2 separate regions of the Mus musculus genome follow, and region 1 is linked to region 2. The links are chromatin contacts, called in public Hi-C maps. All regions are on one chromosome and are shown on one strand. Each heading gives the region's core, a stretch centred on a gene start, on an enhancer-like site or on the middle of the called end of the contact. The rest is flanking DNA. Distances are from core to core; before and after follow the strand shown. Region 1 overlaps Astn2 (astrotactin 2). Region 2 overlaps Astn2 (astrotactin 2).

Region 1 (3,887 bases), core at 1,338-3,837, 130 kb after region 2:
TGATTAGTAAAGTACTATCTGTCTTCAAAGTAGAACAGTGTTCATCACTGGGGAGGCCAGCGGGTAGTTCTCTGGAGCCCATTGTGGAAACCTAATTGATAAGCTCCAGATTCAGTGAGAGACCCTGGCTCATAAAATAAGGTGGAAAGGCATCAATGAAGACACACAATAAAGTCTCCAGGCTTTACACACACACACACACACACACACACACACACACACACACACACACACACATACTGCTGACTCTTAATGACCACCTACTATATTTGGCAGCATACATTCAAATGAGTATCTCCTAATAGCAAATCATAGTCCCCAGTCATCCACAGAGTCACTGGCTCCCAGAGAGTAGAGATAACTCATACTAAGTGACATATACTGCAAATAGTACATTGGAGCATATGATCTTTTCTCAGCAGTTCCCACTTGGCTAGTCTGATCTATCTTCTGTTTTGCATGTTGGTCTGCCTTACTTCCTAAGATACTGACTACAGAGTCCCTTGCTGCATCTCTGAGACCCTAGGGCCTTCTCTGCTGCTGCTGCTGTTATTCCAGGATACAGGACTCTCTTTTCTTGGCAGTGACAAAATACAAGAATGCATGAGTAGTGTTAACTGACATGCTCCAAGTCCTCACCAGACAAAGTGCCACTTCAGCCAAGCAACCAAAATCACTGGGCAATGAAAAGCCCTTCCTCACTACGGCAGCTGGAACCAAAGCAGAGGACTATGGGCATACTTAACACTATTTCCCGACTTGCGTGGTGTTATTATACTCCTTCATCTACCCAGTAATGGGGACCTTTGGGGGTTTGAGTAAGAACAATGATTTTTCCTTCTACTCTTCTAGAGTCAGGTTCAGAATTTAATAAATGCTATAAGAAGACAGTAAAGAATTTCAATTCTTTCTCCCTGCAGATTGCTTTTTAATTTAGTTTCAGCACTGATATTAGACTGACAGTTCTGCAGATTGAAGTGTGTCCACTACCATATGTGGTCTGATGCAGGGACAGAGGATCTTTGTGTGTGTGTGCGTGTACATACACACACACACACACACACACACACACACAAACACAGAGAGGGGACAGGGGACTGAGAGACAGAGATAGCCCTCCCTTGAAATGAACACTATATTTTCAAAAACCAGCTCCACCAAGCTGATCTGGACAGTCTGTCTGCCCCACCTTTGACCACCTGAAGCCTAGTTCTCAAATCCAGACTGGCATACCAGGCAGAGCAAAATTTCCCTCTCAGTCACCACTACCTCAAACATGGGATTTTTCCTGCTTTTCTTGATGCCTGGAATTTATTTCTTGGCTCTGTCCATTCCCAGAGAAAGTGTGCACACGGAACACAGGTCTTAGCTTCCAAAATAATTTGTGATTTTGTCAATGGAAGGGACTCTCATTGTTTCTGGTGAGGATGGCACCCAAGCCTTTCCTATGCAGAGTGCAATTCTGTCTCTTGACCTTGCCTTGAATTACATCACTTGGTTTTTTTAATAGAAGTTGACAGATAATTGAAAGAGGATTTAAGGATTTCAAAGAATGCTTCCATGTTATAAGTCACAAACATTCCCATGAAAAGTTCATGTAGTACCTAACCCATCTGTCATATTAGCTATTCCCGCTGTGGGAGGCATATAAATAAAAATGTAGGACAAAAGCTGGACCTGATCTACATCTATTTATTTCAATTCCCTTGGTCAGTCTATTGATATTTCCTGGGTGTTGATTTGATAAATGCAATGCTAAGACTCTAGTAATTCTCATAAGATACTAGAGAGATGTGATCATATGCTCTCCAAAGTGGGGAGAAAGATGCATCTGTGTGTCCTTACAGCACATAATAACATATGAGAAACAATGAAGAAAGGAACATGGGCAGCTATGGGAGCCATAGGAGAACACCCAATCCACACACTGTCAGACAAGTGTTGCCGATAGATGTGCCATCTGTGAGGAGAGTCGTGGCATTGATGATTAGTGTGCTAAAGTGAGAGGAAGAAACCAGAGTTTCTACCGCAGAGAACTCAGAGACACTTTGGAAACAATAAACCTAAATACAAATCCTCTGGAACGCAGGTTTGGGATACAGGGACAAGGAATAATGAGTGAGGAGGCCAAAAAACAAAAACAAAAAAAAAAGTGCTTACCATTTGGAGTCTCTGCTGATATCCATAGGGAATCACTGCAGATACTCAGACAACTTAAGAAGAAGCTAGCTGTCCATCATTTTATTTGAAAAAAAAAAAAGAGCGAGAGAAACAGGCTCTGGAAACAGTAAAGTAGCAAAGCAGGAAACAAAGAGGAAGCAGTACTGATCCTGGGATCAGAGAGCTGGAGACTGAGAAGAGTTGTCCCGAACAAAAGGCCAAGGACACTGTGTGTGTGCCACAGGAGCCCTGCACTTGAGACGAAGGGGTTAGATACTGCCAGAACAGCTGATTGGTTGGAGACTGTGGAATCACCCATATAACTAATTTATTAATAAAGCAAGCAGACAAGCAGACAAGAGACGCCATCTGAAGTGTATGCTTTTGGCTGTGAGCCCTGAGCGACAGGCCAATGGCAAGCCAGAATGCTGGCCCAGCATTATGTCTGCTTGCCCTTTCAAGACTCAGATTTGTTCCAGAGGATGCTTAGGACAGAGAGCAGGGCCTCAGCTCTTACTGTCTGGCCCTTTGCACAGAGACTGACAGTACTTACTGCTTTTCTGTCTCCTGTGTTAGCACAGCTTTGCCAACAACCCCCTGAGTGTTCCAAAGAGCAGGCAATGAGCAGGTCCTAAGTCAAAGCAGACCGGAGCAAGCGTAACCATATGAGAAGCGAGCTAAGCATATGGGCTTGGGTCCTATTCTTCTTGAATTTCGTTTCTTCTTTCCTCTTCCCTCTCCACTAGGCTCCTTAGAAGGAAGCATCTCATCAATTCCCACACTAATTACTTGCTGTGTGTTCTCATGGCGACTGATAAGGAAGTAATTAGGACAGACATGCAGGGATTACAGACAGAGAAAATGTTCCATTGTCAAGATAATGCCAGTTGCTCATGCCTCCTAACAAATGACTACAGCACGATCCTAGGATAGTTTGGAGATGTAGAGGCTCGAAAAGGATGGATGTAACAGAGGTGGATATATGGAGTAAAGGTGTGCTTTTCAGATAGTCTTCCACCTCAGGAGTGTCAAACTAATAACTTTCAGATCCAAGGCAATTGATATGTGGACTTCTGGAGTTAATGCAAGAGGGGAGGACACAAGTCTTTTTTCAGAAGCTCCAGAACTTAGTCCCCTGCAGTCCGCTCTGCCATTTGGGAAGGAAGCCTGGGTCTGGCTGCCTTTCTCACTTGTTAAGAAGCTGGAAATCCAGATGTTCTGTGAAATCTCATTCTACTCCCACTTCATTTTGGAAACCTACCTGTTTTTTGTTTTTTTTTTTAAGTACATTAGGAGCCAACCAAAATGATATCTGATTGCCAAATGTATCTTGTGGGCAATAGATTCGAGATCTCTAATTTTAGTCCAATGCCTTTTAGAAAGAGTAGGAAATTCAGGGAGTATGTGGAAGTTGAGAGAGACTTGTCCAGAATCACAGAGTAAGTGAATCACAGAGCCAGGACTTAAATAAATGCTTATTTTCTGCCCATCTTTCACAATACTTAGAACTAGAAGCTGGTTTCATGCTCTAGGAATTTTAAAAAGTATGCAAATAATAGTAATGCGTGTGATGGAGTTGTCAAACTGCCCCCAGAAAACTATATAGCAGAAAATGACGTAAGCCAGTGGCTTATGGGAAAAGAGGGGCAAAGGTGTGAGTATAGTAAGAACTGAAACTTGTATTACATTCATATAAAGCTCCTGGACCACTCCTCTCTGCAGTGAGA
Region 2 (4,006 bases), core at 2-2,501:
TAGGAATTCTAGGCACACTCTCCTATCTGACCATGAAATAAACTGATCCTCAGTTGGAGCCAATTCCCCTGATTTATTTTGGTACCGTATATCCTCTAGCTGCATCTTAAATCTTTCTCTTTCAGAAAGACCTTCTTCAACAGTCAAAACCCAGGTCAAGCACTTCCTGTCATCACCAAAATCACACATCAAGGGGTTTTCCTGGATTAATGAAATCAGTAAGTGCCTGACATACATACTGGTACAGATCTCAAGGTTCCAGTCTGATGTCACCCATAAGAGGATAACGTCTCCAAGGACAGAGCTATGCCAGCCATCATCACCTTTTCTCTGAGCCCTAATGACTATTTGTGAAGTATGTGAATGAATGAATGAGTTGCTGACTATTTGTGAGAGCTAAATGAAGAAACAGAGTGCCTGATCTATTTGCAGAGGACTCACACACTAAAAAAAGGAACAGTAATTGAAACTTTCTTTTGCAATAAGCACTCCTCAAAGCCTAGTGACACACATTAACTCATTTCGCCTTACAACAGCCTGGAAATGCATGTGATTTTTTTCCATTTCCCTATTTAGAAATGAGGACAGTGAGAGACACAGACATTTTCTAATTTTCCCTCATAGGTACGAAATATCAGTAGATTTCAAGAGTTGGCGGGTGTGGGCAGACTTGCATCAGAGTCCTGCTCCTGCTCACCATTTTGCAGTGGTATCTTGGCTCCACCCCTTCACCTTCATGCTTGAATTTTCTGCAGCTTCACATTCCCTTGTTGAAGCCCATCTCATGACGTCTTTCCAGATTTATCAGTCTTACTCTTTCACTTGTAAAAACCCCACAACCTTGTACCACATACTATGCAAGAAGAATTGGGGTGGTAGAAGTACAGTTGTTGGAAGAGGGCTCTCTGTAAGCCTCTGACTCTCCTACAAATGGAGACTTCCTTTTCTGGCCATGGGAGAGCACAATGCAGCAATTGTTTCTCCTCCATGATGTACAGGAAGACTGGAGATGTCAGGTAGAAGCCAAGCTAATACAGGTATGCTTTCCCTTTTAGGTTGAGCATCTTACCTTGTCTAAGAGCAGGTAAAGTGCATGGCAGCCTCTTCTCTCTAGAAGAACCTGAGAACACGGATCACTACAGTACTCTACTCCCACCCCAGGCATTGTTCTATTTTCCCTGATGAGGAGCTGTGGTCTTCAAGGAAAACCACGTCCTTCACTGCCAAGGACACAGCTGGAGCCGCACTGAGCCAAAGCAGGCAGCCTGTCTGTCCACTGGGCCAGGCTTCTTCCCCAGGGTGATGAACAGCGCCAATCAGGCGGCACTTAACGTAATTATAATGAAGTGGCTGCATCTGGTCTCTGAAGGCTTCATTCACCAGGGAAATGAGGAGGAAGTGATATCTCTCTCTGCTGACCTCCTTGTGGGACACTTGCAGAACAGCCATGGAGCCAGGAAGCTGTTGACATGGACTGGGGACTGGATTATGGCACTGATTAGAAGGCTCTGATTGCTAGTTAGAATGCCTTTCCTCCCCATTGCATCATTTCTCTGGAGGGACCTCAGTAGATAGAGTTTACATAAAACTAAATCTCTTCTTTCAGTGTGTGTATGGGGGGGAGGCGTGGGAGGTTCCTAAGAACATCTCTTTCCATATGTACCCCATTAGCCATGCCCACCAGTCACATGGTGTTGAACTTCTGGTCCCTGCCACATGTATACTAGCAAAAGAGAAGGAAACTGGAAACTGCAGGTTTAGACCTGGAGAGGTCCAAGTTGCTCATCATAGAGATAGAAAAAGTCCGACTTAAAAAAGGGATAGAACTGAACCAGATTCTTCAAATGCAAGGCATCCCAAGATCAAAGCGTGGACAGTCTGTATTCTTGTTAAACCAGTATCATCGACAAAAAAGGGAAAGAAAAAAGAAAAAAAGAAAGACATAAATGAAGACTAAAAGAGAGTCAGTCAACTTGGCCTAGAACAAGGCACTCTCTGAGGACTACTGAGAACGGCATTCATGCCTGTACCTTCCCTGTCCCAAGCACTTTTTAAAAATCCTACTACTGGCTGGTCTCAGAAAGCCATGCATTATGTCTTTGCTGTCTTTAAAGCTACAGTCTCTAAACTTCCAGGAAAGATAAAAGTCAGTTAAGTGCCCTAGTCTTTTTCCATGTACTAGTAGACAGTTATATATTGAAAGGAGACCTACGGTAAATGAGGTAAATGCTTTTGTAAAATAAAGAACTGTTTAAGAAAATAATGTATCAGTACCTGATTTATCTATTTGATAAGCTGTGCCTTTTATAAACAAAAAAAAATTTTTTTAGACGCAGGGCACACCAGCCCTGCTTGGACCAAATGGATTCTTAACTGTTCAGGACAGGAGCTGATGCTTCGAGGGTGTGCTACAGCTACAGGTGCCTGGTTTAGTGAAGGCAGCTGCAGGTACCTGATTCCTCAAAGCAAGCCTTGCTGGGTGTTTGAAGAAATCCCGATGTCATTGATCAGATCTGACCAAAGTCACACAGCTTCATATTATCTTGTACGTGGTGATGAAGCCTGGTATGAAGGTGTGCCTGTCACAGTACCTAGTAATTTTCATGACAAAATATTTCTCAAGATAGCCAGGGGTTTCTCACGGGGGCTAGGAGATCCAGATTCATCAGAGCTCCTTAAGACAGCAGTAGTGTATACATCCACGCCATATCCACGCAATGGCTCTTTCTTTTAGAAATTGGGAAATATTTAGAAATAACATCGTTATTTTCAGAACAACGTTGTTTGCTGGCTACTTGCACACAAATGATGCCAGATTGTTGGTGAAAAACGACTTCAAAGTGATATACACCTAGGTAGAAGTCCTGTGTCAACAGCCACCCAATCCTGGGCAGGACACCTGAGCTTGTTCTGCCTCAGCTTTCTCATCAGAACATGGGAAAATGGGAGCTACAGTCTTCTTCTTCTTCTTCTTCTTCTTCTTCTTCTTCTTCTTCTTCTTCTTCTTCTTCTTCTTCTTCTTCTTCTTTTTTTGCATTTTATATGTATTTAACATTGACAACAAACTTGGTCTACACAGAGTACCTAATATTATCCCTACTGCCACTGAAATTAACTTCCATTATCTAAACTAGAGTCAGGTTCTGTCAATCCCAGGAGAAGCTGAATTAAAACATACTAGAGCAATTATTTGTGGATTCCATTCATTCACTCACTTAATTATTTACTTGCGATCTAACAAGTCACAGGCAGCGTTCTGTATAATAAGCATCCAGCATTGAGCGAAACACAAAATTCCTAAGGATAGAAACAATAGACATACCAATACAGACAATATGCCAAATGGTGGCTAACACAATGAGAAGAGAGAGAGAGGGACAGACAATATGCCAAATGGTGGCTAACACAATGAGAAGAGAGAAGGGGGAGAGGGAGAGGGGGAGAGGGAGGGGGAGGGAGAGGGGGAGAGGGAGAGGGAGAGAGAGCAAGCAAGCAGGGTTTCACTATGGTCAAAAGCATCTTAGGGAAAGAAAGTATTTATTTGGCTATTTATTTTATGTTGCCAGGTCACATGGCATCACTAAGAGAAGTCAAGACAGGAACCTAGCAGGAGCTTGAAGTAGGGACCATTGAAGAACACGGCTTGCTGACTCATTTCTCAGGCTCATGTTTAACTGTCTTATATAGCTCAGGCCTAGTTATTAGATTAACCACAGTGGGAGGAGTTATAATCAAGAAAATCTCCCACAGACACGTCCATAAACCCATCTGACCTAAGGGATTCTCTCAGATAACCTGTCTCCTCTCAGAGGAGTTTAGGCTGTGTCAAATTGGCAATTAAGGTTCACTAGGACTAGGGTAAAAGAACTTTGTCTGCATGGCCACAGATATTGTTTTATTTTAGGCATAGTATTAGAAGATGAATCTAGTGACAACGTGGCAAATGAAGGAAGGACTGGAGAGATAAGCCGTGAAGAGTCTAGGAAAAGCAAGAAGGGCTAATGCA

The links. A called contact is a pair of places that touch in the nucleus more often than the background predicts.
Region 1: a Hi-C map of the N1E-115 cell line shows a contact between it and region 2, with 2.8 times the contacts expected there. The contact joins two enhancer-like sites. A contact is called at or near these places in 2 of 484 Hi-C or Micro-C datasets (the N1E-115 cell line and nephron progenitors).

What each region holds. Positions count from the first base shown.
Region 1 is chr4:66,300,479-66,304,365 of GRCm38.p6, forward strand. All of the region lies in intron 1 of Astn2 (astrotactin 2), which reads right to left. Among named protein-coding and RNA genes, the nearest start is that of Astn2, 100 kb to the right of the region's middle. Within about 2 kb of position 2,588, at least 7 of the 459 cell types and tissues checked have an H3K27ac peak or open chromatin away from gene starts, as enhancers often do. A contact at or near this core is called in the N1E-115 cell line, where this site is marked.
Region 2 is chr4:66,170,415-66,174,420 of GRCm38.p6, forward strand. The region is part of intron 3 of Astn2 (astrotactin 2); the gene reads right to left. Among named protein-coding and RNA genes, the nearest start is that of Astn2, 230 kb to the right of the region's middle. Within about 2 kb of position 1,252, at least 15 of the 459 cell types and tissues checked have an H3K27ac peak or open chromatin away from gene starts, as enhancers often do. A contact at or near this core is called in the N1E-115 cell line, where this site is marked.